2 separate regions of the Danio rerio genome follow, and region 2 is linked to region 1. A link is a contact called in public HiCAR-type data. All regions are on one chromosome and are shown on one strand. The core of a region is the stretch at or near the end of the contact, and the rest is flanking DNA. Distances in the headings are between cores, read along the strand shown.

Region 1 (6,452 bases), core at 1,188-3,687:
TTTTTTCTTAATATCGTGCAGCAATGTCATGAAGGCTTGGAAACAGGGTGAGTTTTTGAAGGGTGAACTATCCCTTTAAAGCAGAATCACCTTGAAGTCAGAGAAGTCAAAAAGGCATAAGAGGCTTCTATATTTGACAGAACCTAAAAGAAACCTAAAAAAAGGTCTCCTCTACTGCTAAAACAACTGAGCAACGGGCTATTTCTCAGTGGGCAATAGTGATTTATACATAATGAGATGAAAACTGCTTTCGATTTGTTTGTTTTTACCAGGTATTGATGGATGCAGGGCAGCAGGACGACATCGGTCAGAGTGAAATACAGGCCCTCAGCAAACACATGCTCCAGCTCTGGCAGATCAGTGCTCTTGACTTTCCTGATGTCCGAGTGCTCTCTGCTGGATGGAGGACAAACTGCATCTGTAGAAAGCCTGGCCAGAGCAGCGCTGAGCTCAACATTTGGATGGGGTTCCTTTTCGGCATCTTTTACTTGAGAATCGCTCTTCTTCTGCTGTTGTAGCTTCTGCCGACGTATCTTGTCATCGTTGTGAACTTTGACAGGCTCCCCTAACCTCTTTTCCAAGTTTATAATTGCAGGAGGAAGTCGATTCGTCTCATCTTCAGGGTTTTGTAAATGTTTTTCTACTGCAGAGGGAATTTCCAGCTCACAAAGTCTGGTCCACTGACTAACCTGAGGAATACAATAGTTTAGCATAGTTGGTAAATGTAAAAAAAAAAAAAAAAAAAAAAAAAAAGTGATTCATGAAGTAACTGAGGGGTTGGATAAGCTTTTGTTTTTATTCAAGCCTTTAAACATTGAACCTTTTGATCAGTATTGAATTTTTTTATTTTTATTATTATTATTTACGTGTTGAGGTCTAATAAGTGAACAAGACAAACTTGTATTACTTTATTAAAGTGATAGTTCATCCAAAGCTGCACAAAATAAATAAATAAATAAAAATCATTATTTACTTTCCTTTGGCTTGTTCCAAACCTTTTAGACTTTCTTCTGTTTAATACAAAAGAAGATGTTTTGAAGAATGCTGAAAATCTGTAGCCATCAACTTCCATTGTAGGAAGAAAAATAGTAGGGAAGTCAATGGTTACAGGTTTTCAGCTTTCATTAAGATATCTTCTTCATAAAGGTTTGGAATAGGCATGGGATATTAACCGGATTTAAGGTTTAACACAGTTTGGAAAATTCAAGGTTTTAATACTGCAATGTTGTGTTATACCGATCTCAAGGTGTATGCAAGGTTTTTTTTATGTGTTTGTATGTGTTGTAAAGGAATCAGTGTTTTTGAGACTAAAGAAGAGGAAAGCAGAAATCAATGATTTATTTATTTAGCCTGACATGTTTACTGCTACAAAATATTATAAATGTTTCTTAAAATAAAATAAATTGGGTTTATTTGATTTTTTTTTGCTTGTTTGTTTGTTTGTTTTACCCAGACATTTAAAATAACTTATTTTAGAGCAGTAATGACAATACTGTGATACCGTGAAACCGTGGTATTTTTTTCCAAGGTGATCAAACTGTCAGAAACTTACACCGCCTAGTTTGGAACAAGTAAAAGTTGAGTAAATAATATATATAGCGAGTAGAGTTTTGGCTGAACTATCATTTGAAACTTTATTAGACTTTTGGCCAGTATTAAAAAGCTGAAATCTTTTTTTGTTTTGTCATTTACTTGCTGTTTTTTAGTGAATAATAAATAGCAGATATAACAAACCTATATTAGTTAATTAACAAACGGAAATTAAAACATACTAAAACAGATTAAATGTGTGCTATTATCAATTGTTGTCTTTTAAAATTAGTGATGGACAGTTAACATTAACTTTAAGGCAAGCAAAAATTCAATACAAAACAATACTGAAACTTGTATTTCACTGCTATATTTTATATATTTTTGTAGTAATGTAGGTTTAAGTCGTTATATTAGGAGCCTTTTTTATTTGTTGCAGTTTTTAAGTTGTACAAGTTCTTTTGACAGTTCTAACACTACAAGTTAAATTTATGGATATTTCATAGATTCCATCAATAACCACACAGCTCTGCAGTAAACTGTAGTCCATATTGGTTTATATTCATCTTCCTAATATCCGATTTTTTCATATCCGAATGTTTGCATATCTGAAGCTGTTGTTGCAGGCTGACTGACAAATGACAAAAGCTTCCTGAAAATGTTTTACTTTAGAAAAATGTACTTGCTTTAAAACCATAAATTTTAAAAGTGACTGAAAATGGTGTCTTGAGACATCACACCTGTCCCAAAAACAGCTCAAGGCTCTAAATTCAGCCAAAAAAAAAGAGAAAAAAAAAGAATCAGTGGTGCAACTCGAGCTTGTTTTTGCTCTGTTATGCCTTATAGCTACTATCTGAAAGCACAGAGCTCAATCATCAACATTTAAATATGCGACTGTCTGACACAGAACTCCAGAATTTAAGAGGCTGCACCTGTCAAAACATGTCAACGTGTTTGTCACCCTTTGGGTATGCGATTAGTTCACGCTTGTGGTGATGCGGCAGGACCTAAACCCTTTAACTGTCAATGTCTCACCTGCATGACATCTGCGTTTACATTATTTAAACAATAATATAGACTGGACAAAGCAACCATGACAAATTATATTTCATTTGAAAGCTTAAAAGTTATAATATTTTAATAGTAGTAAAAATAACAACAAAAAAACAAAAGTTTTGTCGCCTATCCAAGTTTTACAAACAACAAATAACAACTTGACTTCTAGTTCTCATTTGGTATCGAAAGTGGCTTATATGAAAGGCAAAGGCCTCTATAGATTATGCTTATTTGACCAAAATAAAATATGATCATGCCTTCATTTTTAATCATTTCATTAGGACAGTAAGGTCTGACTTTGCTTAGACCAGGAGTGTTAAACAGACGGCAAACTAATTTAATGCGCCCCATGAGATTATTCTGTGAGCTGCAATTTTTCAATAAAATAAACTGCTGTTCCAAATGTGTCCACTGGATGGCAAACTGTTAATCTTATCCGATCCAGAAGCCTGAATCAGCGTCAGTTTGACAGCCATCTCAGAGCGAAAGACCTCTTAAACCCTGTCATACCACACCAGTGCTTCCCACAAATAGACTTTACTTGGGCCGGCAGCCCAGGTATATTTGGTGATGACTACGCCCGACCCGGAATCTGCGCGCGCAGAATTCCGCAGATTTTTAGCCCATCATTATTTCTGTTTTATTTACTTAAGTAAATGTGTGTTAATCTATATTTATTCAGTTTTTTTTTTTTTTAATATAAATTTCAGTAATATTATTGACTATTGTGAAAATGTTCATCTGATTTATGTACAATGCAGATTGTAAAGAAATATTTTCTGTCTTTTACTGGAGATATTAAATGACAAACTTGCTTTATTTACCAAATCAAGTGAGTCTAATTGGATTTGCATTTTAAACATTAAATAAAAGTAAAAAAAGATATTATTTTTTATTTCATATATTAAGGTTTAAGTTATGATACTCCCAAAATAATTCCGCAGAAATCCGCACATTTTTAACAAAATTTCCAGCAGAAATAGCAAAAACCGTCCGCAGACTCCATCTGGCCCTAGGGATGACGCATGAATGATACTATTATTATATTCCTTTCACACTTTTTTTTGTATCCGTCCAAGAAAACTAAACATTAGCAATCGATAAACCAGTGAAAAATCTTCTCTCCCTCTGTACGTTTCCTACTGGTTCTGTGTGTTTGTGAGCTGTCACTCACACAGAAACTCTCACGTGCTCTGCAGACCCACAGAGACACGCCTTTTCCGCCAAAATGCATCCGACCGTAGTTTCTGAATCTCCTAAAATGTCCAGGATTAAGGTTTTACTTTCGCTTTCTAAAGTTGCCGTTATTTGTATGCGTTTTTGCATTACCATTTTGCAGCCGCGAGAGAAACATTAAATGATTAATCATTTAATAAACGACTCAGAATATTTAATATATAAAATATTTCTACACTATTAGAAATGGCTAATCAACTAATTTGCTTTATTTTAAAAAATCTACACTTTTCATTCTAGTACATAATTGTTAGCAATATTGTCTATTTTTATTCATTTTTTATTTTTATTTTATATTTATTTCTTATTTGCTGTATATTTTATTAATTTTATGATGTTAATATATTATATGGTTCATACATTTCTAAAATGCTTTGACAATACTGTAAATGTCATTCCAATATAGCAACTTGAGAGAGAGAGAGAGAGAGAGAGAGAGAGAGAGAGAAAGTTGTTATTTAAAAGTTGTTATTATTATTATTATAAAGTTATTGTTTGTTGCTCTTACAACTGGGATCAATGACAAGACTTTTGTCAGGTAGTGTATATATAATAGTGTACATATAATATACAATAATTATATTATTATCATAACATAATAATAATAATAATAATAATAATAATAATAATAATAATAATAATAATAATAAGAGCAAAAGTCATTTGTTAATTTGCAACAATTTCAGACCATTACTATGACAATAATTTTTAAGTATATTGTTGTTTATTATTTACATTATTATCATTATTAATGTTATTAAAATATATTATTAACAAGCTTTTTATATAAAATCTACGCACTTTCCAAAACCTTAAAACACTATATTAACAAATTCAAGCATTTTCTAAGCATTTCCAGCACCTGTACAAACACTACAGTTAATGGGTTAAACAAGGCCCTCTCACCTCAGCACAAGCCTTGAGGCAGGTGTTTTTAAAGCCCAAAAGTGACGCCACGTCCCTGCGGTCGGGCATCAACTGGCATGCTCTCTGAATGATGTGTCTGAGCACGACAGCAAGGCCGGCTCGGCAAAAGCCGACATCAGACTCCAGAGCGGCCGGCAGACGACACATCTTAACCAGGCCTGGCAGCTCGTCCCTCCTCAGTGCAGAAACAGAGAGACCGGCGGGCACCAGAGCTGACGGGGACTGCAGGACGTCTGCTTGATCTGTGACCAGGCAGACGTGAAAAGATGAGCATTCGCTGTAGGACAGGAGGAAGAGGACGATGGAGGAGTGCAGGGGGAGGGAAACAGCTCCGTTTGCTCCGCACACCTCCAGATAGAGGCTCTCCTTGTGCGTTTCAGGATCGGTTTGCTTCATTTTGACAGCCTAGATGAGGGCAGAACACATGAAGAGCTTAAAATCTGTAATAGAAATGAAGAGAAAAGGTCAACCTGACTGTGAACATTGTTGTATTTTGATCGTCACTGGCTGTTAATAATATTTATTATTTGGATTTCACAATGCTTTTACGAAATTATATTAAGAAGAATGTGTGACCATATAAAAACTAGCATAACCTCAATATTTTAGAAAGGGTAAAGGTTTTATATTTGCACATTCTTTCAGTGACACGCTCCCTATATTGTTTACAATTGTACTTTGAATATTGGGTCTGAAATCACATGCAAGTATTACTTCAAAACGTTGTTAGCACTGTTTATTTGACTGTGCACAATGTTGTTCTTTGACAGCCATTGGCAGCTTATATGATTTTATTCTTTAGAATTTGCAAATACTTTTTCTGAAATTGTATGAATATTAAAGAGAAAGTCTGAATGTGCGAAAATAAAACCAACTTTAGCTAAATAATGAAAGCACAATGTCACAGTTACCCACCAACCCGCCAAATACGGGTAGATTTCAGCTATGCGGGTTACACAATCACTCCCACTAGCCACTTTGGCTAGCTGAAGATCATTTTAAATTGTCGTTTTCTTAAAAAGCAGAGTTCAACAGTAATATTGGCCTAATGTGAGGGGCCAGCATGGGAGATGACGATAACTGTGTTTGAATGAGCATAAGAAAGCAGGTAAATACCAAATGAAGAGCATGCACACTGTGAGACAAAGGCCATCCTGATGCACTGATGAGGGCTTCAGTGTCGAGGCCAGGGGTGGCTGCCATCTGGCAGACTGGGCAGTTGGCCACTGGGCCAACGTACTTTTTAGCTCTGGCTGATCGGCCTATAAAATGATTAGCATCCTATTGTTTTTTCTGCCTAATTAATTGACGATGCTGAGATCAGTGACGCTCTCAGGGAAGGTGCGTCCATAGAGGCGACCTAGGTGGCTCTAGGGTGGCAGAATAGTGAGGGTGGCGTGTTGTTTCAGCTCAATTTAAATAAGTAGTTTGAACAAGTAAAAATATACATATTTTTTGAGTGTATTAACCTATCCATCTATACAAATACACTTTGTATTTGTACTTTTTATCTGCACTAAGTCCCGCAGCAACTTCCTCCCAAGCTGTTTCCTTAACCTGAAAGTGTTTATTTCACAAGATCCTAAAGACCTGTATGCTTCTCACGCTCTATGAGGAGTGTTATTCATGTCTTTCAGGTGTCTTCTTGTCAGAAAACAATCACCTGTGCTGTCATTTCATGTCACTTTGTTTTTGATTGTCAG
Region 2 (6,452 bases), core at 2,091-4,590, 300 kb before region 1:
CGTGGCATAGATTCAACAAGGTACTGGAAATATTTCTGTGTACATTAAGATGACATAGCGTATTATCCTGCTGGAAGTAGTGATCAGAAGATGGGTAAAGTGTGGTCATAAAGGGATGGAAATGGTCAGCAACAATACTCAGGTAGGCTGTGGCGTTGACACAATGCTCAATTGGTACTAATGGGCCCAAAGTGTGCCAAAAAAAATTCCACACACCATTACACCACCACCACTAGCCTGAATCGTTGATACAAGGCAGGAAGGATCCATGCTTTCATGTTGTTGAAGCCAAATTCTGACTCGACCACCCGAATGTCACAACAGATATCGAGACTCATCAAACCAGGCAACGTTCATCCAATTTTCTATTGTCCAATTTTGGTGAGCCTGTGTGAATTGTTGCTTCAGTTCTTAGCTGACAGGAGTTGCACCCAGTATGGTTTTCTGCTGCTGTAACCCATCCGCCTCAAGGTTGGACATGCTCGTCTGTATTACCTCTGTTGTAAAGAGTGGTTATTTGAGTTACTGTTGCCTTTCTCTCTGCTTGAACCATTCTGGCCATTCTTCTCTGATTTCTGACATCAAAAAGGCATTAGGGCCCACAGCACTGCCGCTCACTGGATATTTTCTCTTTTTCAGACCATTCTGTGTTACCCCCCAGAGATGGTTGTTCGTGAAAATCCTAGTAGATCAGCAGTTTCTGAAATACTCAGACCAGCCCGTCTGGCAACAACAACGTTTGGGCTTCAGCAGATCGTCTTGACCATGTCTACATGCCTAAATGCGTCGAGTTGCTGCCATGTGATTGGCTGATTTTAAATTTGTGTTAACGAGTAGTTGTACAGGTGTACCTAATAAAGTGGCCAGTGAGTGTATATAATGTGTAATATTGGTATCTTGTAATAGCGCCACAAAAGTTTGCATGCTTTTTTTAAAGGCATACCCTTACAAGAAGAACCAGATCTGGAAGGAGGCGAGGGTTGACATTCCTCCTCTTCTGAGGGGTCTGGCCTGGGCGGCTTTACTCGGAGTTGAGGTACGCACACAATCACTGCGTTTACACCATGGAATATAGTGCAATTTTCCCAGATGTTTTATGACCGCTTTTTAATAGGCAGCTGATTTTCGTTTGCATCAGATGATGATGCTGATCCATTTTTCTGTCTAAAAAGCAGCCCTGGCATTTTCAGCTCATTAATAGACTATTGATTCCTGTGTTTGCATGTTGTGTGCAATCAATCAAATGCTGACACGAAGTCAATGTGCATTTTGCTTTTAAGCAAACACCTTTTCTTTGCCTTTTAGGTTTATGCTAGCTCTATTTCCATTTTAAAATGCACAACTTTTAATTTTTTACCCCAAATGAAGTAAACATTACTTTTTTTTAAACACAACTTAAACCTATTTGAATATTGTTTGTAACGAATACTATTTTAATTTGTGTTTATTTATTAACTGTCTACGTAGCTTGTGTAGCTCTTTATAATTTCATGTTTTTTCTTGTTCTTTTCTGAAAGTAAGTAATATTTAATGGCTTTGCAAAGCAAATTATGGCAGTTTAACAGTTTATTACCAGTACCATTACAATTTGTGTTTTTTTTTGTATTTGTACAGTGAATATAGGCTAAAATTTTAACTATAATTTGATAGTTACATTTTCACTTTGGCGACGCAGAGGCGCAGTAGGTAGTGCTGTCGCCTCACAGCAAGAAGGTCGCTGGTTTGAGCCTCGGCAGGGTCAGTTGGCATTTCTGTGTGGACTTTGCATGTTCTCCCTGCGTGCATGTGGGTTTCCTCCGGTTGCTCCGGTTTCCCCTTACTCCGAAGACATGCGGTACAGGTGAATTGGGTAGGCTAAATTATCCGTAGTGTATGAGTGTGTGTGAGAGTGTATGGATGTTTCACAGAGATGGGTTGCGGCTGGAAGGGCATCCACTGCATAAAACATATGCTGCATAAGTTGGCGGTTCATTCCGCTGTGGCGACCTCTGATTAATAAAGGGACTTAGCCAAAAAGGATAGGAATGAATTTTCACTTCTGGCGACACATTTACAGCACTGACATACATTAAAGAATTAAACAAAGAATAGACTTTGGTCTATTGGTGCACACAATTGCACGCAAAGTTTCTGTATTTATAACCACCTCAGAGGATATTGGGGGTCGCGAGTCACTAGCATTGTTATTTTGGGGGTCGTGGGCTGAAAAGTTTGGGAACCCCTGCTGTAGGGGAGTGAATCATGCATAACATGTAATGGTAACACTTTAATTTGATGGTCCATATGAGTATTAGTAGACTGTCTGTTGATACTGCTGTTAAACAGACGTAAATAACTTTGTAAGTACATGTCAACTTACACTAACCCAACCTTAACAGTCTACTTGTAATCTAATGAGAATTAGTTGGCTTGTAGATGCAATGTTACTTAAATTCAACAAACTGACCAAAATAAAGTCAAAATAAAAGATCAAAATAAAGCATGACCAATGTCATAACCAAACTACAAGCTTAGATAAATGCACTAATGCAAATATAAAAGTGAAATAAACTATGCGTTCATTATGATTTGGTACAGGTAAGTGTAAAAATTGCACTGCAAAGTCAGCTCAAAATGGCAAATCTTTGAGATGTGGCTATTGCATATGCACACATTGCAATATGGATGCCGAAATTATATATTTTGCCGCCTTTCCTTATACCTTAACCCACGCTTAACCCACCCATACCACCAAACCAATCTCTAACCTTACCTGTATCCCTCCTTAGTAGCACCATAAATGTTGTGTATTCAAACATGAACACAATAAGTAGTTAAAGCCACTTGATACAACTTAATTTCAACTTTAATATGCACCCACAGGGCGACATCCAATCAAAATACGACTCCATCGATAAGGACACGCCCATCCCCACTGACAGACAGGTGAGAAGTGAACTGTGAATCTCTTCTAGGTGCTTATTTAATAGTCCTCTGATTGAGTTGATGTGAAACTCTGAATCTTTCATGAGCCTGTTGAATAATTCAGTTTGTTTGTCTTGGGCTTGTTAAGATTTGACTGTCCTCTGCCGAATATTTCAAAAAGCTCTGAAGCAAACGTGTCGCTCCTTCTGATCCGAGTTCACTCAGGGCTGCTGGTTGAGTTTTTAATGGTTAATTCAGCCTATGTTATGGTGTTTTCACACAGATTGAAGTGGATATTCCTCGCTGTCACCAATATGATGAGCTGCTGTCGTCGCCGCAGGGCCATGTCAAGTTTCGGCGGGTGCTGAAGGCTTGGGTTGTGTCTCATCCCGATCTGGTTTACTGGCAAGGTGATGGAGTGGTCGTGTTTTTTTTGCTAGCTTTTTTCTCTTCCTGCCACTAGATGGCATCAAAGACTCACAGTGCTTTACTGATTAAACAGGGGAATAAAGAATTGCAGATGAACCAGTATACACAACACAAATTAATTACATTTTACTCATACTAATTAAGCATACTAATCATGTAAATTAATATTTATTTTCAGCAGTCGAGATTTCTTTAGGATTATTTTGTATTAAAGTCAAGAAATCACCAAAAATTTTTAGATCACAGATGCCCAAATTAAGCATCTAAAATTACTACTAAATGACTCTTTAGTAATTTAGTGTAACGTTTTGTTTTGTTTTGTAGATGAATCTGATTTTTGTGTGTGTAAATACTGTCACTCGACAGATATAGGACAATGCACTAGTATTAGATCACAAAGAAATGTCAGTTTCTCCAGGTATTTGGACAGCAAGTCAGCTTTAGTGAGTTTCCAATACCCAAACCTGTTAACCAGTATTCAACTGAATAACAGTCTACTATCAATATAGGTGTTGACGGTGGAAGGAAGCCAGATAAGAGCAGAAGCAGGAGACAAAGTGATGATAATTAAAGAGCAGGGTTTATTGAATAATCGTAGTTGCATATGTTTCAGTGCACGCTCATACTTTGTCTGAACAGCACAAACATAACAAATGTTATTATGCATCAGACCACAAGACTCTGAATTAGAGGCATACCCTCATATCATTGGAGAGGAACATTTCATGAAACACCATTAAAATGAGACTAAACAATGGAAAAAGCACTAAAAGCAAAGTAAGTAATAAGAAATATATAAGATAAAGAAATCAAGTTAGTACATGATTAATATAATAAATGATAAACATAAAGGAATTAAAAATATGAATCTAATTTTAACTAAGATTTATAATTGATTATATAACCATGACTGAAATTATCAATGTAAAACAAATAATAGGAAAACAAAATATAATAAAATATAAAAGTGATTCAATTTTAAGTACACACAGGTTATAACAAATCACAGATTCTGCACTTGGCATGGGCCGGTAAAGTATTCTGACGGTATGATAACCTTAAACAAAAATATCACAATTTTAGAGTATCGTGATTACTGCTCTAAAATATATATATTTTTAAATGTCTGGATAAAAAAAAAACACTTTTCCCCCATTGAACACAATATATTTTATCTTAAGAAACATTTTAAATATTTTAGGGCAGTAAACATGTCAGGCTAAATAATGAAAATAATTATGATTTAAAGCAATGTTATGTAGTTATTTTTAAATATTAGGAAACAAATTAAGAAATTATTCATGGAATACATTTATATTTAATGTATTACAATTTGGTATTTGTACCTTCAGCCCACAGCCTTCAGTCTGTTTACTTTTATTTACTTTCTTGAATAAATAAATATGTACATCTTATTTTAACTATATAAAAATAATAAATAAATAAATTCATAAATAAATAAATATGTACATAAATAAGTTTATAAATAAATAAATACATACGTACATAAATAAATAAATAAATGCGTACATAAATAAGGAAATAAACATGTACATAAGAAAACAAATCTGTACATACTACATAGATAAATAAACATGTACATAAATAAGTAAATATGTACATAGGTAAATAATTACGTACATAAATAAATATGTACATAAATAAATATGTACATAAATAAATAAATAAATACGTACATAAATAAATATGTGCATAAATAAATAATAAATAGTCATTCAAATGAATGAAAGTCATTCATTTTCCTTCGGCTTAGTCCCTTATTTATTATGGATCGCCACAGCAGAACGAACAGCAGAATTATTCCAGCATATGTTTTACGCAGCGGATACCTGTCCAGTAACCCAGTACTGGAAAACACCCTTACACACTCACATACACACACACACACACACACTCATACACTTCGGTCAATTTAGTCCATCCAATTCACTTATACCACATGTCTTTGGACTGTGGGGGAAACCGGAGCACTCGAAGAAAACCCACGTCAACACGGGAAGATCATGCAAACTCCTCACAGAAATACTAACTGACCCCAGTTTTTATCTAAAAAGTGATTTCTTTAAGAAATGTTTTTGATGGTGCTGATTATTATTAAGCTAAATCACCCCCCACCCTCAATTATAATTAATATTGCAAGCCATTGTCTGTGCTGCTTCTAATTATATTCTCATTATTATAATTACAGCCAATTATTCTGATAAACACAAATCAAAGGAATGTGCCATAACCAAATTAATGGCAATAATTTCAGCTATATTACCGTTTAAGTAGCATTTTTTTAAATGCCAAAAATAGTTTTATTTTCATTATGCTATTTATACTAATTGCATAATAAACCTCGCACCCATCCCGTCCAATCAGATAGACCTCATTGTAATGGTATGTCATTGTTCTCAGTGGTGATTCTATTACATTATCATAACTATAATTGTAGTCAATTATGCTGATTTACCTGTGATGTTAGTATTCTATCTATCTGTCTGTCTGTCTGTCTGTCTGTCTGTCTGTCTGTCCGTTTGTCCGTCCGTCCGTCCATCTATCCATCCATCTATCCATTCATCTGTCTGTATTTCTAAAATTCTATCCATCCATCCATCCATCCATCCATCCATCCATCCATCCATCCATCCATCCATCCATCCATCCATCCATCCATCCATCCATCCATCCATCCATCCATCCATCCATCCATCCATCCATCATGTACATAAATAAATAGATAAATAAATAAATATGTACATGAATAAATACATTAAAATGTATTTAAATAAATACATAAATAAATAAATAGATAAGTACATAAATAACTAAATAAATAAATATGTACATAAATAAATAAATAAACAAATATGTCCATAAATAAATATGTACATAAATAAATTAACAAATAAGTAAATATGTACATAAATAAATAAATATGTATATAAATAAATTATTTAATAAATACATATGCACATAAATAAATACATAAATTAATAAATACATACACAACTAAATAAATAAATAGGTACATAACTAACTAAATAAATACATACATAAATAAATAAATTAATTAATTAATTAATTAAGACGTACATAAATAATTGAATAAATAA

What was found. HiCAR-type assays count read pairs that join an accessible place to other places.
Region 2: a HiCAR-type map of caudal fin shows a contact between it and region 1, with 12 times the contacts expected there. The contact joins two enhancer-like sites. A contact is called at or near these places in 4 of 18 Hi-C or Micro-C datasets (caudal fin, embryo, skeletal muscle and 1 more) and 1 of 4 datasets of contacts at active chromatin or transcription factors (caudal fin).

Annotation. Positions count from the first base shown.
Region 1 is chr1:53,269,251-53,275,702 of GRCz12tu, reverse strand. gstcd (glutathione S-transferase, C-terminal domain containing) reads right to left here. Exons shown (of 12, transcript NM_001024462.1): 2 at 4,729-5,154; 3 at 270-689. The coding sequence starts at 5,145. Among named protein-coding and RNA genes, the nearest start is that of gstcd, 6.1 kb to the right of the region's middle. Within about 2 kb of position 2,437, at least 2 of the 62 cell types and tissues checked have an H3K27ac peak or open chromatin away from gene starts, as enhancers often do. A contact at or near this core is called in caudal fin, where this site is marked.
Region 2 is chr1:53,574,894-53,581,345 of GRCz12tu, reverse strand. tbck (TBC1 domain containing kinase) reads left to right here. Exons shown (of 25, transcript NM_001080637.2): 14 at 938-1,036; 15 at 2,863-2,925; 16 at 3,188-3,314. Among named protein-coding and RNA genes, the nearest start is that of tbck, 30 kb to the left of the region's middle. Within about 2 kb of position 3,340, at least 1 of the 62 cell types and tissues checked has an H3K27ac peak or open chromatin away from gene starts, as enhancers often do. A contact at or near this core is called in caudal fin, where this site is marked.